Linked DNA regions of Mus musculus: region 2 is linked to region 1. A link is a contact called in public Hi-C data. All regions are on one chromosome and are shown on one strand. The core of a region is the stretch at or near the end of the contact, and the rest is flanking DNA. Distances in the headings are between cores, read along the strand shown. Region 1 has its middle 61 kb from the start of Diaph2. Region 2 holds the start of Diaph2 (diaphanous related formin 2).

Evidence for each region. A called contact is a pair of places that touch in the nucleus more often than the background predicts.
Region 2: a contact with region 1 is called in a Hi-C map of DN3 thymocytes, with 2.5 times the contacts expected there. The contact joins the promoter of Diaph2 here to the enhancer-like site in region 1. A contact is called at or near these places in 1 of 39 promoter capture datasets (macrophages), 2 of 484 Hi-C or Micro-C datasets (DN3 thymocytes and bone marrow-derived DN3 thymocytes) and 2 of 115 datasets of contacts at active chromatin or transcription factors (both in embryonic stem cells).

The regions. Positions count from the first base shown.
Region 1 is chrX:129,685,914-129,692,520 of GRCm38.p6, reverse strand. No RefSeq gene overlaps it. Among named protein-coding and RNA genes, the nearest start is that of Diaph2, 61 kb to the left of the region's middle. Within about 2 kb of position 1,425, at least 28 of the 459 cell types and tissues checked have an H3K27ac peak or open chromatin away from gene starts, as enhancers often do. A contact at or near this core is called in DN3 thymocytes, where this site is marked.
Region 2 is chrX:129,744,992-129,751,005 of GRCm38.p6, reverse strand. Diaph2 (diaphanous related formin 2) reads right to left here and starts at 1,264. Exons shown (of 27, transcript NM_172493.2): 1 at 890-1,264. The coding sequence starts at 1,030.

The DNA.
Region 1 (6,607 bases), core at 176-2,675:
ATCCAGTATTCAGGAAGCCCACTCATAGGCCAGTGGGATTCTATGAGTCTGTAGCCAGCCAGCCTGGTATTTGTAGCAGTTTCAGGCCAGCCAGGTCCATATAGTGAGGTGCTATTTCAAAACAAAGAAGCCTACACAATAAAATCAAACCCTACCAATCAGCCAAATGTACACACACACACACACACACACACACACACACACACACACTCAGGATCCAGGAGAAAAGGAATGGTATACCATGACAGAGTAGTAGGATGAAAGTAGACTTATAAAGATAAGAATGGTGGTTTAATGAGAATGACTGCCAGTCTATTATGTTCCCAGCTGATGACCTATTTGGGAAGGATCAAGAGGTGTGGCATTATTGGAGAAGGTGTGTCACCAGGAGTGGGCTTTGAGGTTTCAAATGCTTATGACTCGCCAAGCCAAGACCCCCACTTCCCTCTTCCTTCCCCCTCTCCCTCCTACTCCCTCCTCTTCCTTTTCCACTCCCTCTCCCTTTCGCTCTCCTTCTTCCTCCCATGGCCCCCATCTGTCTACCACCTCTGTGTCTGCTGCCTATGGATCAGTATATAAAGTTCTCCACTTCTGCTTCAGCACAATCACTGCTTGGTTGTAACCATGATGGAACCCTCTTAAACTTCAAGCAAGCCTTCAATTAAATGTTTTCTTCTCTAAGTTGCCTTGGTCATGATGCCTCTTCATAATAGAACAGGAACTAAAACAATATGTACCTCATCATATTGTGAAAGTAGCTTCCTAAAGAGCCCTGCTCAATGTAGTAGGAAATAAGGACAGCTTCAGACATGTATTGATATTTAATGTCACTATTAGATAATTCAAACAACATAGGTGTCATTTTACTTGAAAGTTGATGGACATTTCATTTATTAAAAATAATAACAATTATTATAGTTAGTGTAATAGGTTGTATAGTGTAGGTCCATGCAAGGCAGAGCAGGCATGTAGAAATCAGAGGACAATTGTTATAAGTCAGTGCTTCCTCCCACCATGTGGATTCTAGGTATCCAATTCAAGTTGTCAGGTTTGGCAGCAAGTACCTTTTCTCACTGAGCAATATAGTCAGCCTGAATTGGTGAATATTAATAAAACGGGTATGCTTTAAAAATATTGCCAATTCTTATCTATTTATGTTTTAAAAAATAGGGTCTCATTTAAGTAGTTCACTCTGACCTTGAAGTCATGATCCTGCTGTTTCTACCACTCAAATGTTGGAATTGGAGGTGTGTATCACCAAGCCTGGCATTTAATTTCTTGTTTTCTGATACTCTTTTTGTAATAATTATTTTAATTTGTGTGTGAGTGTGTGTGTGTGTGTGTGTATGTGGTGGTGGGCATATATGCATGTAAGTGTAGTACCCCGCAGGATTGGATTGTCTTGAGTTGGAGTTACAGGAAGTTATGAGATGCCTGGGCACAGGTGCTGAGGACTTGTCCTTTGTAAAACTAGTACATGCACTTAACTGTGGGTCTGTGTACTGGGTGCTGTCTGCAGAGATCCACAGGGCTCTGGCCGGTTGGAGTGGCTAAGAGTTACAACTCTTTGAGGGGAAGCCTGAGCAAAGCAGGCTGCTGCACCTCTTCCATGGCTGCCACTGCCTCTGAGTTGGTGCCAGGTGGCAGGATGCAGCAGGCTAGGGGGCCAAGGTCAGGCCACTGAACAGGAAGTGGCTGTGGCTATGCTGATACACCCCACTGTTTGGGCCAGGTGTTTAGTCCAGAGACTACAGCTTCAGGAGAAAATATAAGATCTTCCCTGGAGTGTTACAGCTCAATAAGACAGGCACTCTCAGAGGATCTTTGGTGAAATAACTTCTGCACTTTATTCTTCATATACAGGATCTTAACAAACATTTGAGGTGCATTGGGATCTAGAGGCAGAGGCTTTCTTTCTATTTGCTTGGTCTGAGATGTTAGGGATGCCTCATCTGCATGTGGAAAAACTTCAGGTGCTATCCCTACTGATTGTCACAGTCCTCTCAATGGGGTGTTGTGATCACATGATACAGGACAGGAACATGGTGAGGAGAAGACTTAAACTCCAGAGTTCCTGAATCTGCTCAACCTTACCAAGTTTTCTGTCTGGTGGCACGGTCCACTACTCCACACATAACCACTGAACCACCGTTCCAGCCCCAATTTTTATTTATTTATGTTTATTTTTTTCTTTTTTTGAAAATATGTTATTTTTTCATATAATATATCCTGATTACTGTTTCCTTTCCCTCTACTCCTCCCACTTTCCTTGGTACTTCCTGTCCCATCCAGAATTCCCTTTCTGGAATTAATTTTCTAAAAAAGGCTTATAAGATAACAACAAAATATGACAGAATAAAATATAATAAGGTGAAGCAAACCCCATCATTTTCAAGTTGTATAAAGCAACCCAACAGAAGGAAAAGAGTCTCAAAGAGCAGGCACAAGAATCCGGGGCTCACTTGTTCTCACAGTCTGGAATCCCCTAGTAAACTAAGCCAATGGTGGTAATATACATGTAGAGGTGCTATACAGTCCCTAGTAGATCCAGTGCCTGTTGCTTTGTTATCTCTGAGCTCATATGCACCTTGCTTTGTTGATTCAGAGGGCCATGTTCTCCTGGTGTCCTCCATTTCCTCTGACTCTTACAGTCTTTCCACCTCCACTTCCACGGGATCCCCTGAGGTCTAAGGAAAGGGATTTGATGGAAACCTCCCGTTTAGACTCTGAATAATGTCTGGCAGTGGGTCTCTGCATCTGTTTCCATCTGCTGCAAGAGGAAGCATAAAACACCAATATATGATTATAGTGGAATATCATTAAGGAATCATTTTAGGATATTTGTTTTAGACAAATTGTGTTTGCTTTTATTCTAGTTCTCTGGGATATCCAGGCTCTGGTTCTTGGTTACCCAAGCACTGTCAAGTACATGTTACATTTTAGCTAGTAGGCCTTAAGTCAAATTAGATGTTGGCTACTCCTGTAAGTTTTGTGCCACCATTGCTGTAGTATATTTTGCAGGTATAGGTCAAAGGTTGGGTTACTGTCCACATTTCTTTCTTGGTAGCCTGCAGAGCACCATCCTGCACCAAAGGGACTAGAACTTAGTGGTGAACAGTCCATGCAGATACCAGCTCGACTTCTTGATGTTCCATGTTTTATGGAGATTTTGTCCTTGACAATTTGGCCCTTGGTTTGTAGAGAGCAACTATTTATCTTAGCATCAGCCGAGATTGTATGGGGCTTTCCATGGGATTCTCTTGGCCAAAACGTCAATGGAATGCAACCCAGGCCCTCTGCTGGAAATCTTGCCTGACTACAAGAAATGGCCAGTTGAGATTCCATATACTCCATTACTAGAAGTCCTCATTAGGATCACCCTCATAGATTTCAGGAAGTATCCATTGCACTAAGTAGGTACAGTACCCCAGCTCCCCAAAAACACCTCCCAGTTCCAGCAGTCTTTCCTTGCACTCTCTCCCTGATCTCCCCTCCCCCACCTGATACCTCTTGCTTCTATCTCCACCTGTCTCCAGTACACCAATAAAATCTATTCTATTTCACCTTCCCAGGAACATCAATATGTTCCCCCGTGGCCTCCTCTTTACCTAACCTCTTTGTGTTTGCATATTATCACTTATCATTTAAAACTTGATGGTTAATATCTACTTAAAAGTGAATAAATACTGTAATTTTTTCTGCATCTGGGTTGCCTCATTCAAGACGATTTTTCTTAGTTCCACCAATTTCCCTGAAAATTTCCTGATGTTATTTTTTAAACAGTTGAGTAATATTAAATTGTCTAAATTCATCACATTTTTTATTCCTTCTTCCACTGAAAGATATATAGGTTGTTTCTGGTTTATGGCTACTATGAAAAATGCTGCAAGGAATATGGTTGAGCAAGTGTTCTTGTGGTAGGATAGAGACTCCTTTGAATATATGCCCAAGAGTGGTATTAGCTGGGTCTTGAGGTAGATTAAATCCCAATTCTCGGAGGAAGTGACATATTGATTTCCATAGTGGCTCTACAAGTTTGCACTCCCACCAGCAATGGAGAAGTGTTCCCCTTGCTCTACATCATCACTAACAAGAACTGTCACTTATTATTATTGATTTTAGCCATTCTGACAGGTGTAAGATGAAATTTCAGAGTAGCTTTGATTTGCATTTCTCTGATGGCTAAGAACATTGAATATTTCTTTAAGTGATTCTCAGCTATTTGGGATTTATCTATTGAGAATTCTCTGTTTAGATCTGTACCCCATTTTTTTCCTTTTTTAAAAATTAGGTATTTTCTTCATTTACATTTCCAATGCTATCCCAAAAGTCCCCCATGCCCTCCCCCCACTCTCCTCCTCCCCCTCACTTCTTGGCCCTGGCGTTCCCCTGTACTTAGGTATATAAAGTTTACAAGACCAATGGGTGTCTCTTTCCACTGATGGCCGACTAGGCCATCTTCTGATACATATACAAGTAGAGACACGAGCTCCGGGGGGTACTGGTTAGTTCATATTGTTGTTCCACCTATAGGGTTGCAGATCCCTTTAGCTCCTTGGGTACTTTCTCTAGCTCCTCCATTGGGGGCCCTGTGTTCCATCCAATAGCTGACTGTGAGCTTCCACTTCTGTGTTTGCTAGGCCCAAGAATAGCCTCACAAGAGACAACTATATCAGGGTCCTTTCAGCAAAATCTTGCTAGTATATGCAATGGTGTCAGCATTTGGAGGCTGATTATGGGATGGATCCCCTCGTAGATGGTTCATCCTTTCGTCTCAGCTCCAAACTTTGTCTCTGTAACTCCTTCCATGGGTGTTTTGTTCCCAATTCTAAGAGGGGGCAAAGTGTCCACACTTCGGTCTTCATTCTTCTTGAGTTTCATGTGTTTTACAAATTGTATCTTATATCTTGGGTATTCTAAGTTTCTGGGCTAATATCCACTTATCAGTGAGTATATACCATGTGAGTGCTTTTGTGATTGGGTTACCTCATTCAGGATGATGCCCTCCAGGTCCATCCATTTGCCTAGGAATTTCATAAATTCATTCTTTTTAATAGCTGAGTAGTACTCCATTGTGTAAATGTACCACATTTTCTGTATCCATTCCTCTGTTGAGGGGTATCTGGGTTCTTTCCAGCTTCTGGCTATTATAAATAAGGCTGCTATGAACATAGTGGAGCATGTGTCCTTCTTACCGGTTGGAACATCTTCTGGATATATGCCCAGGAGAGGTATTGTAGGATCCTTCGGTAGTACGTAGTACTATGTCCAATTTTCTGAGGAACCGCCAGACTGATTTCCAGAGTGGTTGTACAAGCTTGCAATCCCACCAACAATGGAAGAGTGTTCCTCTTTCTCCACATCCTTGCCAGCATCTGCTGTCACCTGAATTTTTGATCTTAGCCATTCTGACTGGTGTGAGGTGGAATCTCAGGGTAGTTTTGATTTGCATTTCCCTATATATTGGTGATATATTCTGTGAATTTGAACAAATATGCGATGATGTAGACCCACAATTAGAGTACCATATAGAATTCTCTCTGCTCTAAATGGCCTCTAGATTTACCCTAGTCAACTCTCCTTGTTTCTACTGGTCTTTATACTGTCTTCATAAGTTTTTACTTTTCAGAATGTCTTAAAGTTTGACCCATACTTCTCTCCTTTTACAATATACATTTAAGTTTCTCTTTTTCCTCTTGTTTTCCTACTCTTCCTTTCTCTCTTCTCTCTGGTATAGCTTAAAGTTAGTGCTTCATATGCAGTATGCTAGATAAGTTCTCTATAATAGAACTACACAAGCCTCACTACTTTGATTTTTAATTCCTTAGTATTGATTATATTTTTTAAACTTAAAAAAAAGATTTATTTATCTGTTATATGTAAGTACACTGTAGCTGTCCTTAGATACTCCAGAAGAGGGTCAGATTTCGTTATGGATGGTTGTGTGCCACCATGTGGTTGCTGGGATTTGAACTCAGGACCTTCCGAAGAACAGTCGGTGCTCTTAACCACTGAGCCATCTCACCAGCCCCCGATTATATTTTTATATGCTTATTTGGCCTGTCTATATTTTCTTTGGTAAGGTGTCTATGCAGACATTTGTCCCATTTTTCACTGGGTTGTTTGTTCTATTGTTGAGTTCCAAGTGCTCTTAGGATGTGTTGGAAAACACATCCTAACAAAAATATATTATGTAAATATTTTCATCTAGTCTGTACCCATTCTTATGCTTTTGACAGTTGCTTCACAGACTTAAGATTAATTCATGAATTAAATAATTAATGATGATGATGTCTTCATATGTAGCAGGCAGACCACAAACTCACCCTCCTCATTTTCTAGCCTTCTAACTATTCAAACTTCAACCATGTACCACCACACCTGGCAGGAGTCCTGCTTTGAGAGTCTATTTAAACATTTCTTTAATATACCACATCTTTAGTATCATATACAAAGAGTCATCAATTCAGTATCATCTAGAGTTTCTCCTGTATAACCTTCTATGAGATTTGTGGCTTTACATTTCACAATAATGTCTGTGTACCATTTGGAAGTAGTTGTTGTAAAGGATATTAGATCTGTCTAGATATTAATCCATTTGTACATG
Region 2 (6,014 bases), core at 15-2,514, 59 kb before region 1:
CAAAAGTTTGCCTGCTGAATCTCTGCAGGAAACTCCTTTCTCCTCATGCCACTGAAATTAGAAAGTTTACCAAAAGAGGAACCCTTTTAACTGATGAGTTGAAGAAACCCCAGTATTTCCCAACCCAATACCAGGCCCCATCGATTTCTGGCCTCAGCAGGAAATGAGCTACTACTGGACCACACTGTCAGGACTGTGAGACAAGTATGGGGAACATAACTGCTTCTGAGCATTCTCAACCAAGTGGAAATGCTGTGCTGGGATGCAGGGGGGGGGGGGGGGTTGGCGGGGTTACCCAGCCTCCAACTCCTCCCACGCTCCCCCCAAGTCCCAGACTTCCAAAGAAATGTTTCTTGGGTGAGCACATGGGGGGTGGGGGGAACAAACGCACGCAGGCGCCTCTTTCTCCGATTTCTGGCAAAGTCGAAGGAGCTAGGAACCTATGTGGTGCTTGTCTTGATTTCCTTAGCTATGAGTGGGCTCCGATGCGCTCGAAACGGAGAGGAGGGAGGCTCCCCTGCCCGGGACCCCAAGTGTTAAGGGACCAAACAGCAACTGACAAGAGGTGGGAGGGAAATGGAATCCCGCAAAGAAGGTTCGCGCCCACAAGTTAGACAAACAGCCCTACCCCAGTACTCTAGGACGCGACGCAGGGTGTCCCCAAGTTGGGGTGGGGCCTTTCTCCTCCGCAAGCTGACCCGAGAGAGAAGGCCGGATAAAGTGGAGAAGGGGTGCTCTTCCGCCCCCACGCCGTCTCCGTTCCCTGAGTTGTGCGGCGAGATCACGGCTGCTGCCGGGAGGGGAGGGCCGGCTCCCAGGCGTGTTCCTGGGCAGGACGATCCGGGGATCTCGGGTCTCCGAGACCAGCGGGGCTTGCGGGAAGACTTACCAGTTTGGGTTTGTTTCTCGTCTCCTCTTCGTTGGCGGCCCGGTTCCCCGCGCCTCGCTTGTTGCTCCGGCCCCCGCCGTGTTCCTCGCCGCCACCGCCGCCGCCTCCGGCTCCCGACGCCGCCGCCCCGAGCTCCTCCATCTTTCTCTGGCCCTGTCACCTGCCGCCCAGAAACCCCAAGTCTCCTCAAGGGCAAACACCCCTCGGAGCGCTAAGAATGTCCCGCGTCCACGGACAGAGAGGGTTGCCCGCCAAGCGCCGCTCCCAGGCCACCGGGTCTCCCCAAGCCCAGGCAACCCCGACGCAAACCACGCCGGTGCCACCACTCAGCGCTGGGGCAAGCCCTGCCCCTAAGCAGCTGCAATCACCGCGGTCGCCTCCGCCCTCGGGGCGGCGTTTAGGGTGGAGGAAAAGTAGGTGCCTATCTCTTTAAGACGGCCTCGACACACGTGATTCATCAAAGTGCCCGCTGTCGGTCGCCCGGGCGGGCTCCGAAAGCCGCTTCCTACTCGTGGAGCTGAGCCGCCTGGGCTAAGACTGGAGCCTACCAGAGGACATTCTACTGTGGTTAAGCACTGATTTCACTTCCTAGTTGTCTAGCACCAAAAGGAAGGGAACTAGTCTAGACGGGTAAAAAGAGAGAGAGAGAGAGAGAGAGAGAGAGAGAGAGAGAGAGAGAGAGAGAGAGAGAGAGAGAGAGAACCCATTTTAGAGATAGGGAAACTGAGTGAGGAGGATTCTTGTGAGCATTTTACTGGCTAGGCCACAAGTATCAGCTTTCACTAGTGTTGGTCACCCCTACCCTCCCTAGGCAGAAGGCCCTCAGGGGATGTGCTCTTGCTTCATTCTGTGGGCAGGTTTAATTAGCAAGGCAACTGGCAAAGTATAAGAAAACCACCATAGGGAGTTCTGATTAATTGCCTAGACAGATTGTATGGGCCAAAGTGGAAAGAGTGGGTGCCTCTTGCCACAATTGCCTTGTGGCCCAAAAAAATACAATCATTGCTTCCTTTGCAGGCTGTTGGTTAAGGCCAACCTACCCCTACCATAGATAGCTTTTTAACCAAAGCACCTATTTAGAATTTACTATTGGACTGAATCCTATCTTCGATTTCCCAAGCTAGTTTAGGTTTAAGGTTATTGCAAAGAGTAGTACATAAGATTTTATGTGTTGAAACTTTGTTTAAAAGATAAATCTCTAGACAACTGATGTTTTTGTGTAATACCAGGGAGCAGCGTATACTCTTCTCTCAAGGCACCGCACCTAATATTTCATCCTCAGAAGGTAGATTTTCCCATTGTTTCCAAAGGAACCTTACAAAGGCGGGGTTTCAACAAACCAACAAACCATCACAGAATTAGAGACCAAGTGGTGGGGAAGCCACTTGTATTAGAAACTTAAACACCAAGTCTATAACCATGTCTATAACCCTACTAGTGACGAAGATAACTTTGGGCTGTGAGACCATTTGGCCTTCTCCAATTCAATTTGAAGTTATGCTGAAACAAACTTTTATCAGAATGAATGCAGTATGATAAATTTGGCCATCATGTGAGTGCAATGACATAAATAACTTGAATAATAGAGCAAAAGAATTGTAGATATCTCAAAAGCGCTCAAGTCTCAGCTTTTGTCTTTATCATTAAGTTTCTTTTTAATCCTGTGGACAGGCTGTCTACGTTACCAAAGTAGCCAATTACCCAAGGAAGGCAGCAGAGGAGTTCATGCTCTCAATACAAAGGACAGAAGCTCCGAGATACCTTTGCTTTCTTGAAGATCATACTTAACTACAAATTAGATGTGTATTTTCAATTTGACGCATTCCGCACATACACAACTGAATCTAAATTTCATTCCACCTAAAAAAGAGTAAAAACACAATAGGTTTTACAGAAAGATACTGAATGGTATTCCAACACCTACACGTACTTCCTGTAGAAGAAATGTGGGTATAGGTCAAAGTGAGGGTCTTGGAGTTGGAAGGCTAAAGCTGACCTCATGTCTGTCCCTTAGGCTATTGGAAGAAACAGGCTGAAAGAACTGCATCATGGGACAAAAACTACGTGAACAGGAAACTCCCAGAGTACCTATGTCAGAAGCTCAAGAGCGCCTTCCCTCAGAAGACAAGGTTTGAGCTGTTAAAGTTCTGCTGAAAGCCTTGAAGGACCAACGAAGTACTACAAATGTAGCTTATTGTCATAGAGTTCTCCAACTATTGGGGAAGATATTTTTTTTAATGTATTGACCAATTTCAAAACAGGCACAGAAAGCATTCTAGGCAGGCAAAGGGACTGAAGATAGATTTTTGCAGAAACCCTATAATTTAAGAAAACAAAGGTGGGGGATTGTTGCAAGGCAATGCAGCAGAGCATACTGGCCCACTGGGCAAGCAGAGGCAGGCAGATCTCTATTTGAGGCCAGCCTAGTCTGCATAGCAAGGTCCAGGCTAGCCAAGGTTACATAGTGAGACATTGTCTCAAAAATAAATAAATAAATATATATATATATATACATATACATATGAAACAAGATCAATACCTACCAATTGTGGCCATCTCAGACCCTGGCTTAAGGCTTGCTGTTTATTTTTCAGCATTTTGCTCTAGCTAATGTGAAAAGCAAATTGTTAAGCAAATGTACAAACAGAATCACGAATCAGGGTCATTGGTCTCTCTTGGAAACTAACACACAAGGAAGAAAACAGCAGCCTCAGGCAAGAGTATTTTGTCCCTTAACCTAACATTTCACCAACTGCTGTCTTAGGGCTGATCTCACTTCACCTGCATTCCTGTGATTTTATTTTCCTTCTTGTCACACACACGTAGGCTTGTGGGGTGAAAAAAAAATGTCTTTTCTCTGGTGCTGAAGAAAGGAAGATATACCCATCAGCTAGACTATTAAAAGTATACATTAGACCCATTGGTTCCCCAGCCTCTTGCATCAAGTCCCACATCAGCTATTGGAGGAAAGAAAAGTATCTTTTTTCAGACTGACCTTAAGACATCCATTATCTTCATCTAAACAATCTGTCATTCATAGAAACATTAAAGGAAATACAAATTAGGGGGAAAATGAGAAAAAAAACAACTCCAAGGTCACAGCAAAATATTAATAAGTTAATGAATGACTAAAAGTAAACAAGTATTTGCTAAGCATATATTATATGGCTGATATCAAACTAGAGGTGATACAGAGTTAAACACAGGCAGAAGAGGTGCCAGACCTTCTGCTATAATGTCATATACATCTTCCTAGAGAAACTCTAGGTGTATGTTTGTTTAAAATACTGCATACTACAGATAAAACAGTACTTACAGAATGCAAAACAACTTGGAAATCAGAGCAGTAACCAACCAACCAAACAAACAAACAAACAAAAAGCCCAATAGCTATCCTAATAAAAATTCTCTGGTAATTAAACCTTCACGGAATGCAGCAAAATCATCTGTGAAAAGTCTCCTCCCTGTTATTTGTCCCCTCTAGCATTGAGTTTTAGTAGATGCCACTATCAGAATTTTAAATTGAACTCAAGAGTAGTCAGCCTTTTAAAAACACATAGTGAAAGGTCTTTCTTCCCAGCTTCACTGAGTGCTCATAACTTTGCCACATTGTTTCATATGGTTGAAAACTTAAGGTTCATGCCATTAAACCAGACGATAGTTATGCTGAAAACAGCATTTTGTGCTGAATTCTTCACTTTAAAGTTTATAATTGTGTCTTCTTGGATATGTTGAATTTGGCTTCCTCTGACTTGGAAGCTTAAAGTGCTACAAAAATTCGTAAAGGAATCAATTGGACCTTCAGATTATTTTGATGTCGTTCTCCAGTTTACTGATTGTTGTGGAAGCCCTGGGGCTAATTATATTTGATGTTAATTCCATTCTCCAGTGAGTGGTTGTGTGAACAGGGAATGAGTCAGCACTCAGGTGATTTCCTGTAAACCTGCTTCCCACTGTAATTTGTAAAATAAAGGCGAGCTGATGATTGGGCAGATTAAAGGGAAGGTAGCCTGGAAGGGAGGGAGAGGAAGGAGCACATGGAAGAGGGAGAGGATGTAGAGGAAGAGGAAGAAGAAGAAAAGCAGAGCAGAAGCACATGGCCTGGGGAAAACCACAAGTTCTAAGGGGTCTCATAAGCTGTGGAAGATGGTAGTATAGCGGTAGATCTGCCCTATCTAGGCACGCAGCATGTAATCATATTAACTGTGTTGTGTTTTCATTGCTGGGGCATTTTTGAGAGGAGATTTACTGCAACAACTGATAGCTAAAGTACTATTTATGGTACACAAAACTTGTAAGCGAACAACCTATTAAATATAGAAATCTCGGCAATCACTCAACCTAAAATCAACTTTAGAAAACAAACAAGAGAACTGGGGGGGGGGGGGAGTTAAACGAAGTGTGGTAGCCTCCACTTTTAATCAGAGCACTTCAGAGGTAGACTGAAGAAAATTAAGAGTTGAAGGGCAGCACCATCAACATAGTGAGTTCAAGATCAGCTTAGGATACATAAGATAATGTGAAAGAGAGAGGAGGGGTAGAGAAAACGAGTGTATTGGGCTAGCTAGTTATATGTAAACTTGACACAAGCTACAGAGAAATATTCAGAAAATGCCCCCACCAGGTTGACATATGGCCAGGCCTGTGGTACATTTTTTTGATTAATGATTCCTACAGAAAGGTCTGCCACCACTGGATGCTATAAGAAAGCATGCTGAGCTAGCCTTAAGGATCAAGCCAATAAGCAGCACTCCTTCATGGCCTCTGCATCAACTCCTTGCTTCCAGGTTCCTGCCCTGCCTGAGTTCCTACCCTTTCCTGGACTGTTTCCTGAAAGTATAAGATGAAATAAAACCTATCCTCTCCTGGTTACTTATGGTTATGTTGTTTCATCATACTGTTAGAAACACTAAGACGTACCCGTACAGTATACTAAAGTCAAACAATGAGACAAATTAGGCCCGTAATAAAGTTTTCTAAAAGTATTGCTTATGTTGGTGAAGTTGAATCAGAAGTCAGACTTGGAAAAGGCAAGCAAAGAAAGGAAGGAGAAGACAACATATGGAATAGCCTGGAAATAATGTTGACTAACGATATTTGAAGGCCAGATGCTGGAATAATAAAA